5 separate regions of the Mus musculus genome follow, and all the other regions are linked to region 2. A link is a contact called in public Hi-C and promoter capture Hi-C data. All regions are on one chromosome and are shown on one strand. Each heading gives the region's core, a stretch centred on a gene start, on an enhancer-like site or on the middle of the called end of the contact. The rest is flanking DNA. Distances are from core to core; before and after follow the strand shown.

The links. Promoter capture Hi-C pulls out the DNA fragments that hold promoters and counts their contacts. Hi-C and Micro-C count contacts between places; a contact is called where the count stands out from the background.
Region 1: a contact with region 2 is called in a Hi-C map of regulatory T cells, with 5 times the contacts expected there. The contact joins the enhancer-like site here to the promoter of Phyh in region 2. A contact is called at or near these places in 7 of 39 promoter capture datasets (the C10 cell line, cranial neural crest, embryonic stem cells and 4 more), 2 of 15 datasets of contacts at CTCF or cohesin (large pre-B cells and pro-B cells), 25 of 484 Hi-C or Micro-C datasets (the Ba/F3 cell line, the G1E-ER4 cell line, LSK cells and 17 more), 6 of 115 datasets of contacts at active chromatin or transcription factors (astrocytes, embryonic stem cells, epiblast stem cells and 1 more) and 2 of 9 other capture datasets (adipose tissue and liver).
Region 3: a contact with region 2 is called in a Hi-C map of cerebral cortex, with 2.1 times the contacts expected there. The contact joins the enhancer-like site here to the promoter of Phyh in region 2. A contact is called at or near these places in 1 of 39 promoter capture datasets (hippocampal neurons) and 5 of 484 Hi-C or Micro-C datasets (the N1E-115 cell line, cerebral cortex and embryonic stem cells).
Region 4: a Hi-C map of the N1E-115 cell line shows a contact between it and region 2, with 8 times the contacts expected there. The contact joins the enhancer-like site here to the promoter of Phyh in region 2. A contact is called at or near these places in 1 of 39 promoter capture datasets (hippocampal neurons), 2 of 484 Hi-C or Micro-C datasets (the N1E-115 cell line and large pre-B cells) and 3 of 115 datasets of contacts at active chromatin or transcription factors (embryonic stem cells and large pre-B cells).
Region 5: a promoter capture Hi-C map of second pharyngeal arch cranial neural crest shows a contact between it and region 2, with 3 times the contacts expected there. The contact joins the enhancer-like site here to the promoter of Phyh in region 2. A contact is called at or near these places in 8 of 39 promoter capture datasets (the C10 cell line, HPC-7-derived erythroid cells, cranial neural crest and 5 more), 1 of 15 datasets of contacts at CTCF or cohesin (pro-B cells), 9 of 484 Hi-C or Micro-C datasets (CD4 T cells, the G1E-ER4 cell line, the HL-1 cell line and 4 more), 2 of 115 datasets of contacts at active chromatin or transcription factors (epiblast stem cells and large pre-B cells) and 1 of 9 other capture datasets (adipose tissue).

Annotation. Positions count from the first base shown.
Region 1 is chr2:5,400,905-5,403,656 of GRCm38.p6, reverse strand. The region is part of intron 3 of Camk1d (calcium/calmodulin-dependent protein kinase ID); the gene reads left to right. Among named protein-coding and RNA genes, the nearest start is that of Gm36853, 80 kb to the left of the region's middle. Within about 2 kb of position 1,391, at least 4 of the 459 cell types and tissues checked have an H3K27ac peak or open chromatin away from gene starts, as enhancers often do. A contact at or near this core is called in regulatory T cells, where this site is marked.
Region 2 is chr2:4,917,714-4,920,413 of GRCm38.p6, reverse strand. It overlaps Phyh (phytanoyl-CoA hydroxylase), which reads right to left and starts at 1,418. Exons shown (of 9, transcript NM_010726.2): 1 at 1,270-1,418. The coding sequence starts at 1,344.
Region 3 is chr2:5,249,046-5,251,745 of GRCm38.p6, reverse strand. No RefSeq gene overlaps it. Among named protein-coding and RNA genes, the nearest start is that of Gm23118, 9.7 kb to the left of the region's middle. Within about 2 kb of position 1,420, at least 21 of the 459 cell types and tissues checked have an H3K27ac peak or open chromatin away from gene starts, as enhancers often do. A contact at or near this core is called in the N1E-115 cell line and cerebral cortex, where this site is marked.
Region 4 is chr2:5,376,853-5,379,552 of GRCm38.p6, reverse strand. All of the region lies in intron 3 of Camk1d (calcium/calmodulin-dependent protein kinase ID), which reads left to right. Among named protein-coding and RNA genes, the nearest start is that of Gm36906, 63 kb to the right of the region's middle. Within about 2 kb of position 1,377, at least 10 of the 459 cell types and tissues checked have an H3K27ac peak or open chromatin away from gene starts, as enhancers often do. A contact at or near this core is called in the N1E-115 cell line, where this site is marked.
Region 5 is chr2:5,419,343-5,422,042 of GRCm38.p6, reverse strand. The region is part of intron 3 of Camk1d (calcium/calmodulin-dependent protein kinase ID); the gene reads left to right. Among named protein-coding and RNA genes, the nearest start is that of Gm36853, 62 kb to the left of the region's middle. Within about 2 kb of position 1,297, at least 6 of the 459 cell types and tissues checked have an H3K27ac peak or open chromatin away from gene starts, as enhancers often do. A contact at or near this core is called in second pharyngeal arch cranial neural crest, where this site is marked.

The DNA.
Region 1 (2,752 bases), core at 142-2,641, 480 kb before region 2:
TGGCAGTCTCATGGAGGACACCTAGACTCAACTTAGATCTTACTTGCCATTCAGGTTTTGACTGCCTTGGGGTCAGAGGTCACTGGACATTGTGATGTTGGATTACATTTCGTTGCTCCCTTCTGAGGGTGCCTGTCACTCACTAGCTTTCAATGTCACAATCAATAAAGGTCCACAAGCTGTGTGCTGGCCACAGCAAATCTCTGTACACCTGCTGCTTGGGATTCCAGTGAAAGGACACAGAGTAAATGCAGACCTGGTCAGTGTTTGCTGAGATCTAAATAGTGAGAAAAAAGGAAAGAAAGGGCGGTCATACTGTCCCCGAGCTTGTCAGGTCTCGCCAGTGGATGTTTATAAGGACTAAGATTCGGGAAGGGGCACATGGTCACATATAAAGCCCCAACCCTGTGGAGTGGCATCTACCTAAAAGGGTCCAACCGCTAAACCTATGCCGACTTCCCAGCTTACTCTGCCTGGATCTTTTTTGGAGGAAAAGAATCCCGTTCAGACAGGCAGAATGCCTAGTTGATTTCATTAATTCCTAACAAAATATACAATTGTCAAGTGGACTCATGTCTGCTAAGTAGCATAATGTTTCCCTTTAGGCAAAATTATTTGAAAAGGTAAACGATAGTCAGAAGTGCTTGGATGGACGGTAGGGGGCAGAAGGGAGGGTATATTCTTTCTGATGTCATCCTGCTCTGAGAGGATCAGTAATTTCCTCCTTGCTATGGGCATGACCCTGCCAGGGTTCGAGGTCATGGACAGTGGGTGGGGATTCTGGCTTCCCTGACCTTGGTGGGAGTACTACTAACCCTCTTAGTGATTGCACCCCCCTTAATATCATCGCCCCACTCTCACCTCTTCCTGTTCCTACCGTCTTGCTGCATGTGGATCTGAGTGACTTCTTACTTTGGTTCAAAGTAGTCACAAAGCAAGCACCACCATGCAGAACTCAAGCAGTGAACATATTTACATATGTCTATCCCAGATGGTTTCAAAGCTATTTGCATTTCTAATAACAGATATAAAATAGACATAAATTTTCTAATTATTCTTGGCCTTTAAGACATAGTTTTTGATGAGATATTTCTCACGTTCCATATTGTTTGTCTGTCCATCCGGCATCCATTTATTTACTTATGAGGCACAGTGTCTTCGTGTAGTCCATACTGACTCCAAATTCACTGTTTAGTAGATGGCCTGGCTCTCCTGCTCCACTGCCTCTGTTTCCCAATGGCGATGCTCTGATCACATGCCCACGCCCACTGCCTCTGTTTCCCAGTGGCGATGCTGCGATCACATACCCACGCCCACTGTCTCTGTTTCCCAGTGGCGATGCTGTGATCACATACCCACGCCCACTGTCTCTGTTTCCCAGTGGCGATGCTGTGATCACATGCCCGCGCCCACACACCCTTCCACTTTCTATTCTTCAACAGTTAAGCAAAACAGTGGCCTAGGTAGACTTCTTAACAACCACTGGGCTACGACGTTTGGCTCTGTGTAAGAAATTCCCTTCTTGTATCATCTCAGGTGCAATACTAGCATGTAGTGACATTTTAGAATTTTGAAACACACTCACACACACACACACACAGAGAGAGAGAGAGAGAGAGAGAGAGAGGTTATAAGAACATGTTTTGGTTTTGATCCCAGGTGCGGAGATAAGGGGGCAGCTTCAGAACTGACTGATTTGTCTCTGCTCTAGCAGAGGCATGGTTTTGCCAGCTACACATAGTTTCTGCGGTCATGTGATGTTTGGAATCCTGGGAACTTTTTCAGAGGGTATATAAATGCTAAAGCCCTGCTAGGTAGGTGGCTGGTTGTTGGTTGTTCAGAGGGGTTGGCTGCTGTTTGTTGGTGGTTGAGCTCAAAGAAGAAACAAAAGGAAAGAAATTACATTCAGGGATCACTATCTCTCCGTTTTCTTTCTCTCCTACCTAGTGATAGGGGGTGAAACTTGGGGGATAAAGGGTTGGGGAAAAAGAAGAACCCACAAAGTAGCAAAGAACTGCTAGTATTCTTTACTAGATTACTTCTGTGGTATTACTTTTATAGATAATAAAATACTTTTATAGAAGATAATAATAATAATAATAATAATAATAATATGCATGTTCCCCAAATATTAATATAGTGAAATAACTGCCACTTGATGATCTGATGCCCCTGGCCACAATACAGAGCTCTAACAGTTTATGTGAATTTTCTTTCTCTCTCTCTCCGTTGGTTTTTTTTTTTTTTTTGCCTGTAAAGGGCAATTCCATTATCTATAATCACTGAAGGAGACTGTTTTTAAGTCATTGTACAAAAGTTAGTGATGTCTGTTTCTTAGGTTGGATTATCCTTGAACTAGGGGAATGGCATTTTGCTTATTTAAATGCAGGCAGCAGAGTGTACATTGAATGTCTAATGTGTCAGGCGCTGTGTGGAGTGTGCATCTGATTCCAAGTTCTAGTAGGTTTCATGGCAGGTGTCTTGTTCTTGGGCACACAAATCACACTACGGCGGTCATTTTCTCGTCCCATTAGAAGTGGGTTTCTTAATCTGACACTAATGACATGTTGGTTGGATAATTTTGTTTCTGTATAGGGATGTCCCATTTACTGTAGGATGGTTAAAAAAAAATGTCCTCGTTTTTTCCTACCTGCAGATGCCAGTAACATCCTTTAGTCCCCAAATAAAGAATTGTCCCTGGGCATTGCCACATGTCCCTAGATGAGGGGGCAAATTCACCTGCAGCTGAGAA
Region 2 (2,700 bases), core at 169-2,668:
CACTGCTTTAGTCCAATACACACTAATCAGGGTCTTTCCCCATTAGTTTCTCAGTGTAAAATGAAGTTACATTATTAGCCTGTAGAGTTTAAGCTTGAGGTAAGCCTGGCACACCGCTGCTTATAAACCAAAAGCCCCACAGGCAGAATAACAGGGAAGGCCAAATAAACAACTATTATGATCAGCCTCGGAGGTGGCAGGCACTGAAAACCCTAAACCATTCATTTTTAGCAATTTCTAGGGCGAGGGGCCAACAGTTTGATGCTTCCTCCCATCCCCCAAGAGTCTGAGTGTATGCATGTATGTGTTTGTGTGTGATGTGTGTGTACACACACGTGTTCGTGTGCATAACTGCTTCCAAGCCTTGGTTTAGTGTTTTGTTTTGCTTTTTAGACCGTCTGTCACTTTTGGCCAGGATGGCTGGCCATTAAGATCCTCAAGTCTGCCGGACGGACGGTGGTGGCACGAACCTTTAATCCCAGCACTTGGGAGGCAGAGGCAGGCGGATTTCTGAGTTCGAGGCCAGCCTGGTCTACAAAGTGAGTTCCAGGACAGCCAGGGCTATACAGAGAAACCCTGTCTCGAAAAACCAACCAACCAACCAACCAACCAACCAACCAACCAACCAACCAACCAACCCTCGAGTCTGCACCTGCACCTCCCAGGGGGATCACAAGCATTTATCACCAGGCACTCGCTTCTGAAGTCGCTTTCCGGGAACCAGTTCAGTCCTCAGGAGACTGGGGACACCTGGCCCCTGGAGTGGGAGCTTACACAGCTAGTGGGATGGTGACAGACAGAGGGCAGGTGGAGATGGGCAGCTAGCTACCTGCTGGACAGGGTCCTGAGCCTTCTCTTTTTGGCGACTGGCGCCTCCTCCTGACCTCTGAGAATCCCTGCCTCTGCCGGCCTTGGTCACAGGCAAGCACCTGTGGGCAACTGTCCTTGGTGTTTCTGGATGCAGAAGTCAACTCAAAAAATGGCAAGCCTCTTTGTGATGACGTCGTCACCTTTCGCTTTATGCTTCCCGCTTTACACCAGCAAGAAACCACGGTTTCTTGAAGGCTCAAAATGCTGCCTAGAGAAGTCCCACCAGAGAGCCCTTCCAGAAGACGAGGGCTCTCTGGGGATGCAGCCTCCACCCGGGAACCCTAGGGATGGAGACAGGGAAGAGATGGCGGCGCAGAGGCTCTCTTATGTCCTTGAAGCCACCACCAGGGCGGAGAGGCTCCTTCGAGCCTGTGAGCCCTTCCACAGCCCAAAGGATACAATCGTTGGGGCCGAGGGTCGGCCGAGGTGTCCCAGAAGGACCTGCAGCCGGGCGCCGGCGCGCGTAAGATTCATGGTGGGGGCCAGCAGACGAAACTGCTGCGCCCAGGTCACACTTAACTTACGGCAAGGCCCCGCCTCCTAGTAGAGGGTGGAGTTCTGTCCAAGGGCAGGACACAGCGCCACCTCCCCCAGGCTGGGGGTTGGGGAGCTGGGGATGAGGGAGCGAGCCTAGGCTGTCTGGAGTCCTTGCTCCCCGCCGCTGTGTCTTTGTTCTAATCTGCAAGGTCCGAAATTTTGCGACTGGGGTGATGCAAGCCGAGCAGCCCGAGGCCGTTAGGGATCTGAGCCACCCTTTTAACTTGGTAGTTTTAATCTATGAACAACTAATCTATGTGACTAGTTCTCCCACTAAAAATTAAAATCATCTGTGTTATTCAGAAGAGACATTAAATTTAGCGTGAATTCATCCTAAAATATTAGAAAGTTTGGCTGTTAGTTTTTAAGAAGAGCGATCCACACGGTCTAGGATAACTTACATTACATTTTTGTGTGTGGTGGTGGTAGTGGTGATGGGGTGTGGTGTGTGTGTGTGTGTGTGTGTGTGTGTGTGTGTGTATGTATGTATGTATGTTTGCATCCTTGTTTGTGGAGATCAGAGAAATAATCTTCAGGGAAGTTGAGTCTCTTTCCACCACCTGAGTTTTGGGGATCGAACTCTGATGGTCAGGTTTGTTCAGCAAGCTCCCTTAACCACTGTGTATCTCACCAGCCAGTATAACATGTAAAATTTCTTATGTAGCTAAAAACTGTTTTCTTTAATCCCAGCACTTGGGAGGCGGAGGCAGGGGGATTTCTGAGTTCGAGGCCAGCCTGGTCTACAAAGTGAGTTCCTGGACCACCAGGGCTACACAGAGAAACCCTGTCTCGAAAAAGCAAACCAAACCAAACCAAACCAAACCCAAAACAAAACAAAACTGTTTTCCTAAAGTCTTTGAAATTCAACCACTACACATAATCTCAATCTCTTTGTCTCTCGGTCTCTTAAGAGAGTTACTTCTAGATTGCTTCTAGTTACTCCATAAACATGTTATTGTTTCTTAAATGCTTTCATTAGATAATTTGGTGACAGTGCCATAGTCCAGGAGAGACAAGCAAGTAACCAGCTGGCTACTTCCTGTTTTCAGGTTGCAGAGATTTGCCCTTTGTGCCTTGACCTTTAGGACGAGATTCGCTTAGCTGAAGCTCCCAGGGCCGGCTTGGTCATTTGCTTATCTCCCAACCTCATCTGTCCAGCCTGAGCAACCTGGTGGAAGCCTGACCATGTCCTGAGAGACCGGCTTAATTAGCCCACAGTTTAAAAGCAGGACTGACTGCATTCCCCCCCCACCCCCCACTTGGGAAATAGGTGTGTTCTTACTGCCCTCACCT
Region 3 (2,700 bases), core at 171-2,670, 330 kb before region 2:
CACACAGCAGGGGCTGTCAGTAGACACAGTTGGGTTGGGAGTTTCTGCCACAACTGAAACACAGAAATTGAATGTGAGCACCAAGGAAGAATAGATTAGTAGGACTTGGTAGGGGCAAGGCCACCAAGTACCTGGAGGAGGTGGGAGGGGAATGAAGGAGGTGGCATCTCTGTTCCAGGGTCACTGTATATAATAGAATGCCAGACAGGGTCCTCCTACTTTTCAACTGAGGTCCAGAGTTAAAAGATTTAAAGTGTCCGTGCTATGGTTTGTATATGCTCAGCACAGGGAATGGCACTATTAGAAGATGTGTCCTTATTGGAGTAGGTGTGGCCTTGTTGGAGCAGGTATGTCACTGTGGGTGTGGGCTTTAAGACCCTCCTCCTAGCTTCCTGGAAGTTTGTATTCTCCTAGTTGCCATCAGATGAAGATGTAGAACCCTCAGCTCCTCTATTGTCATGCCTGCCTGGGTGCTGCCATGCTCCTGCCTTGATGATAATGGACTGAACCTCTGAACCTGTAAGCCAGTCCCAGTTAACTGTTGTCCTTTATAAGAGTTGCCTTGGTCATGGCGTCTGTTCACAGCAGTAAAACCCTAACTAAGACAGTCTGTCCCCATCTTCTCTGGACCATTGCCAAGGAAAGGCCTTGCTATCGGTTGTATATGAAATGACCAGCATGTTTCATGTGTTGAAAGACTAGAATGTCCAACCCAGAAGGCTGTTTGAGAAACTTTGAAACCTTTCAGGTATGAGGGCTTAGTTGGTGGGATCTGAAGGATGACTTTGAAAGTTATACCCAGTCTCCAGTCCCTTGCTCATTCTCCGTTCCTGTCCAGTACAAGCAGCGTCCTTCTCCACAAAAATCCCACCAATGCTGCATTCTGCGATAGCATGGACCCAGAGCCAATAGACAAGGACTTAGGGATGATAATACTTTGAAACCAGGAGCTAAAATCTTTCTTTTTAACTTACTCTTTCAGGTAGTTTGGTCATAACAAGAAAGCTGAGAGCTACATCAGTCAAAGGCTGAGACATGCAGGCAAAAACAGTGGTTCCCTCCCATAGTTCAGATTTCATCTCTTAATTGAGACAATGTCTTTCAAGAGAGACACGACTAAGGGAGAAATGGTTGTTGTCAGTATTGTGGGGAAAGCAGTGTTCATGTTGAAAAACTGACTGTCAGTTTGAAAGAGAGAGAAAGAGACAGAGACAGAGACAGAGACAGAGACAGAGACAGAGACGAGACAGAGACAGAGAGAGAGGCAGAGAGATGCTTTCCCTTTGTGGGAGCCAAGAAAGAAAGATCAGGCCACATCGGGAAGTCGGGGATAGCATTTGCGACTGGGCCACATTAGGACCTTCACTAGTTCAGCTAGTGTGACCGTCGGGAAGCAGGAGGTTGAGCAGAGAAGATGGTGTTTGGCAAAAGTAGCTGAGAGTCTGGTGGGCCGTGGGGAGTAGAGCTAGTTCACAGCCAGCTTGGAGCTGAGAACAGACAGAAGAACCTCAAACCTTAGCATCTGCCAGGCTTGGCAGTTTCTCGGTGCTGCTGGCAGCCTCCGCTGGAAATCTGTTTACCCCGAGAACGAAGCATCAGATAAGACTGGCGGTGGAAGACAGCCATGAGTATCAGTTTTAAACGCTGCAATTAGAGGGAGACACAGAGCTGATCCAGCGGAACTTGAGGCTGCTGAGGCACTGGGGAATCTGAGGTGGATATTTGGGTCTGGGGTAAAACCCGTTCAGTTTATACCGAATTTACTCCAGAAAAATGCCATCTGCAGTTAGAATTTTAGAGAGATGATTACTGGCTTAATATTGGGTCCTGAAACTAGAAATTTGCTTTCTTTGCTTTTTTTTTTTTTAAACCCAGTTTCCTCTTTATTTAAGTAACATGTAGTTTATGTAAAGAAACTTTTAAAGAGGCAAGTTATTTTTGTGGTTGTTTTCTGTTCAGGTGATTTAAACTAGGACTTTGCATGCTGTGTGTATTAGTTAGGGTTTTACTGCTGTGAACAGACACCAGGACCAAGGCAAGTCTTATAAAAAGCAACATTTAATTGGGGCTGGCTTACAGGTTCAGAGGTTCAGTCCATTATCATCAAGGTGGGAGCATGGCAGTATCCAGGCAGGCATGGTGCAGGAGGAGCTGAGAGTTCTATGTCTTCATCCAAATGCTGCTAGTAGAAGACTGACTTCCAGGCAACTAGGGTGAGGATCTTATACCCACACCCACAGTGACACACCCATTCCAACCAGGCCACACCTATTCTAACAAGGCCACACCTTCAGATGGTGCCACTCCCTGGTCCAATGATATACAAACCATCACACTGTGTAAGTACTCTGCTAATCAGCGTAACTCCAGTCGGTTAGTGGGCGGGGTTTGACTTTGAGCTTGCTCTGTGGCCCAGAAATGTCTTGAACTTGTAATCCTCCTGCCTCAGCCTCCCAAGCAGCTTTGCGGGCTTGCGTCGCCAGGTCCAGTCAAATGCATAAACCTTCTCATGTTTTTTCTTAGAAATATGTGTTTCCATGAGATGGGGGAGGGATGAATAAATGCATGCCACAACCTTCCAAAGCAGCATATGAGCTATTCAAACCCATGAGCCTCCCGCATAGCGGCAAAGGGGAGGGGGTATGGGATGCGGGGTTTGTGGAGAGGAAACCGGGAAAATAAACAAATAAAATGATTAAT
Region 4 (2,700 bases), core at 128-2,627, 460 kb before region 2:
TGCTGGCCTGCCAGCTTAGCCTCCTTGATGCTTTCCAAGCCAGTGAGAGATCCTGCTTCAAAACCCCATGATGGATAGCATCAGAGGGATGACAGACAGCACTACCTCTGACCTCCTCAAATATGCTCACACATGTACATGTGCGCGCACACACAAATACACACAAAATAATTCCCCTGGTGAGGACCAGGGGAATCCGACTGTTTAATTAAAACAAAGCTTCGCGAAGGCCCGCGGCGGGTGTTGACGCGATGTGATTTCTGCCCAGTGCTCTGAATGTCAAAGTGAAGAAATTCAATGAAGCGCGTGTAAACGGCGGGAGAAACTGACTCCCTTAAGGTAGCCAAATGCCTCGTCATCTAATTAGTGACGCGCATGAATGGATGAACGAGATTCCCACTGTCCCTACCTACTATCCAACGAAACCACAGCCAAGGGAACGGGCTTGGCGGAATCAGGGGGGAAAGAAGACCCTGTTGAGCTTGACTCTAGTCTGGCACGGTGAAGAGACATTCGCATAGCCCTCTGCACATCTGTCTGTGTACTTGTGGATGAGTTATAAAACTCAATGCAATAACTAGTAAGTAAATCATTATTACACTGTACTTAACTAGTCCAAGAGTAACAAGGGGGCAAGTTTCTGTCCCTTCAGTACAGACGTGGCGTGTGTGTTCTCTGAACAGTTTTGATTGAAGTTGAATAGAATTCAAGGAAACCCTTCACAGATGGCTGACCACAAAGGTTTGCTTTGTGGCAGTCTCCGGTTAAGAGAGGAAGACAAGACCAAAAGCTAGGAGATGGATCTGCGAGGGCAGATAGGCTGAGGACTGAAGCCAGGTTAGTTCAGAACAGGAGATGCTGAAAGACTCGGCAGGGAACAAGGAGGCAGACCAGCATGGTTCTGCAACAAACACCAGGAGTCCAGAAACTGGAGCATAGGACCTCTTCCGAGACACTGATTTATTTTTACACAAGACAGCGTACTCCACAGCACTGGGCACTGACTTGGGTCTAGTGAAACAGAATCAATAATTTATGACTCTCTAGTCGATATGCCTGCATTCACTTAATGGACCACTGGGAGTTAGTAATAGTGAGATACCAGGGATTTCTAATAAAATTTGATTTTTTTTTTTTTCAGAGCAAGGCAGTTTCAGACAGTCAAGTAGCTCCTGGACTTGTTAGAGACAGCAGCTCTTCCAGAGCCTCCTTTGCATGTGACAGAGAGGATAGGCTGCTGTGTTTTCGAATGCTCTTGTATCAATGACTTTAAGTACTGGGCTCGCTGAAATCTCATTATCCTCCAGCCTGCAGGCTGTCTGGTAGAGGGTGCAATTGTATTAAGTGTAGGAAATGAATGCACTCTAAATTCAAGTGTGGGTACAGACTGCTGGCATCTCTTGGCCTTTTGGATTGCCGGAGCTCTCTCATGGCCTTGTGTTCCTTTCTTCACACTTAGCAGAAAATGTATGTCCTTAGAACATTGACAGACAGCAGGTTGACTGTACATTTCAGTTCAAAGAGTCCACCTTCTCTGGAGTCTCTAGAGCCGAGGTGACCCTTAACAGGTTTCTCCCACGTGAAGCAAGGAAGGAGGTGGAGTGTGCACATCCCCTCATGAACGTACCTGTAAATCTCTCTCTCTCTCTCTCTGTGTGTGTGTGTGTGTGTGTGTGTGTTCACACGTGTGCATATGCCTGTGGAGGCCAGAGGTTAAGCCTACCTTTCATTTCTCAGGATCCATCTACATTATGTTGAGACAGAGTCTCTCTTGAGACCAGGACTCACTGACTAGATGAGGCCAGCTGACCAGCAAGCCCCTGGGACTTCCCTGTTTCCACCCCTCCTGGATCTGAGATTCCAAGCACGCATGACAACACCCGGCTTTATGCATGAATGCTAGTGATTGCAGTCAGGTCCTTGGGTGCTTGTGTGGTAGCACTTTACCAAGGAAGGCATTATCTCAGTCTAGGTAAATAGCTCTTGCTGTTCTTATAATAGAACTTGGCAGCCCCTTCAAACGCTGAGACAGGAGGCTGACTTCTAGGCTCAGGGGTCAGGAAAGCCTTCTTCTAAGCCATCTTATTCTCTACCTTCCTACAACACATTTAGGTTTGACAATAATCCATGAAACACCAAGTCTTCTCTCTCTCTCTCTCTCTCTCTCTCTCTCTCTCTCTCTCTCTCTCTCTCTCTCTCTCGTTTGTGGCATTTCTACTCAAGGAATTTTTTGGTTTTCTTATTTCTGATTATGAAGGCTGTTTAGCATTTACAAGCTGAGGATGAGTGTCTAATAAGCTTCTGCCTTAGGCCAGTTTCCATAGAAACAGCCTCTAAACCAGAGATTTGAGTACAGGTGAGTTTCAGAACCTGCAGACCCAGCAAGTAGGGAAGGAAGCAAGACCGGAAGGAGGTGGGATCGGGTAGGCTATACAGCTGTCCTAGCAAAGCCTCCACCTTCTCTGGAGTCTCTAGAGCTGAGGTGACCCTTAACAGGTTTCTCCCACATGAAGCAAGGAAGGAGGTGGAGTGTGCACATCCCCTCATGCTGTTAGGTGCAGGCTGTCCCCAGGAAGGGAAGTGTGGCTGTGGGCAAGGGAGCTTTTTTGCTATAAGGAGTACCTTCAAAAGGTCACAACTAAGAGGAGTCAGCCACCAACACTCCCAATACCTGGGGTGTCACTTTGGGATGATCAGTGT
Region 5 (2,700 bases), core at 48-2,547, 500 kb before region 2:
CTCTCTGTGTCACATCCTTCTTATGCCATAATGTTCTGCATTAGTGTGGGGCTAAGCAACCATAAACTGACCCACTTAAACCATGAGCCAACACAAATCTCTCCTTTTGCAGTGGTCAGCTTTTTGTCAACTGGATATAAATTAGACTCGTCTGGGAAAGGGAGAGAATTGAGAAACTGCCCCCATAGATTTGGCAACAGGCAATGTGATGGAGGAATTCCCTTGATGAATAGTTAATGTGGGAAGGCATAGGCCACTGGGGGTGATGCCACCCATGGGCCAATGGGGAGTATAAGGAAGTAAGCCAGGGGCTGGAGAGATGGCACAGTGATTGAGCACTTGTTCTTGCAGAAGACCCAGGTTTGATTCTCAGTACTGGAATGGAGGTTCCCATATCTATAACTTCAGTTCCAGGGTATTTGATGTTTTTTCCTAACCTCCCAGCACAAGGCATACATGTGTACACATACATACATGCAGACAAAATGCTCATACACATAAAATAATCTAAAAAGAAAGAAGGCTGAGCTAGGCAGGAGGAGCAAGCCAATTAACATTGTATCCCATGGCGTCTGCTTCAGTGTTTTGTTTTGTTTTGTTTTGTTGGTTTCTCTGTGTAGCCCTGGCTGTCCTGGAACTCACTCTGTAGACCAGGCTGGCCTCGAACTCAGAAATCCACCTGCCTCTGCCTCCCGAGTGCTAGGATTAAAAGCGTGCGCCACCACGCCAGGCTTCTGCTTCAGTTCTTGCCTCCAGGTTCCTACCCTGCATGAATTCCTGCCCTGGCTTCCCTCAGTGATGAATTGTGACCTGGGCATTGTGAAATAAATTGTGATGAAATAAACAGTGATGAATTGTGTGAAATGAAATTGTGTGAAATAAATGAAATTGTGTGAAATAAAAATGAAATGAAATTGTGTGAAATAAACAGTGATGAATTGTGACCTGGGTTGGTTTTGGTCATGGTGTTCATTACAGTAGTAGAAAGCATGCTCAGGCACCTCTCTTATGTTTCTCTGTCAGCTATTTCGGCCTCAGTGATTAAAAGCAAAAGTAGCTAGTATAATTACCATCTTCTGTGATTCAAGCACAAGTCTTAGCTAAAGCTTACTAATGTGTAGAGATACTCACTGACCACAGAGGGTCTTTAATATTAATTATCTTTTGTCACTTATGACCACATGCAGATTACTCATAATTGAAGCCACGCTCACTTCCAAAACCCGCCAGTTCTATGATGGAATCCAGCTGGCCGTGAAGTCAGTTAAAGAATGAAGGACTACGCTGCCTATGGGGAAATGCCTTATTAAAGAATTATGTGCTTCTCATGTTTCTGAGAGTATTTGATATTCATCCCAGAGTGATAAGACCTGGAAACTGCTGCTTTAAAATTGTGTCAGTCTGGATGCCTGGAGAAATATTCATCCATTTGAGTTATGTATTCATACTCATGTTTAGCAGTAATTGTCTTAATGGAAGAAAATGTTATTTTCAACGGAGCTGCCGTTGACTGAGTGCTACTTGTAATTCTTGATATACTTCTTCATTATATTTGGAAACATAAGAAGTTTCTATTCAGTAGACAAGCAGTTAGAATATACTTATTTTTTTTAACAATTTTATAATAATAAAATATTTAATTTTTTTAAGAGACAAGGTCTCCTAATGTAGCCTGAGCTTCTCCTAATGTAGCCTGAGCTAGCTAGCCTCAAACTTAGAATCCTCCTGCCTCAGCTTCCACAGTGCTGGGATTTCAGTGCATCCCATCTGGATATATACCCACCCGACCTGGGTAGTTCTAGTGAATTTTTGCTCTCATGGGACATCCTTTTGAAGGGCATAGCTTATGAATACATATCCATTTTATATGACCGTTTATGGTTCCAGGCTAGAAGCTTGGCCATCTCTGCATGCTTAGCCTGGAACTTTTTGAAGTGGGTGAGGATGTTTGTGACTAAGCAGTTCATTTACTATTGCATTTGTGTCGGTTTTTACTGAACTTAGAGGGTAAAACATGATGCTAAATTCATTATAACATTTATTCACTTATCAGTCAGATGATCAGCATACAAAGTAGTAGCTTTTCTTTTTTCTTTCTTTTTTTGTTTTTTTTTTTTTGTTTGTTTTTTTTTTTTTTTTGTTTTTTTTTTGTTTTTTTCGAGACAGGGTTTCTCTGTGTAGCCCTGGCTGTCCTGGAACTCACTCTATAGACCTCGAACTCAGAAATCCGCCTGTCTCTGCCTCCCAAGTGCTGGGATTAAAGGCTTGTGCCACCACGCCCAGCAAGTAGTAGCTTTTCTTATAGCGGTTTCAAATGTACTTAGTTTTGATTGGTCACTCACATTTGCTCTGCCCAGCCTTCTCCTTGTCCCTCCCATCTTCCTTCCATCTTCCTGTCATGTGTGTCTGATTATGCTATCCTTTAAAGCCCATTTTTGTCCTCTCCGTGGGCCGGCCTTTTGCTAGCCTTTTGGCCTTTATCCACACGTATTCCCACATAAATGCACTTCATATATACCATTATTTTTTTTAATCCTGGCTTAAAGGTAAAATATATATATATATATATATATATATATATCAAAGGAAGGCATATTCATTATATAAAATGAAAATCTAGACTGTAGAAGAAAGTTTATAATAAAATTTGAGACAAATAGAAACTGAGTACACCTTATTCAAATACTTGGTACTGGGAGT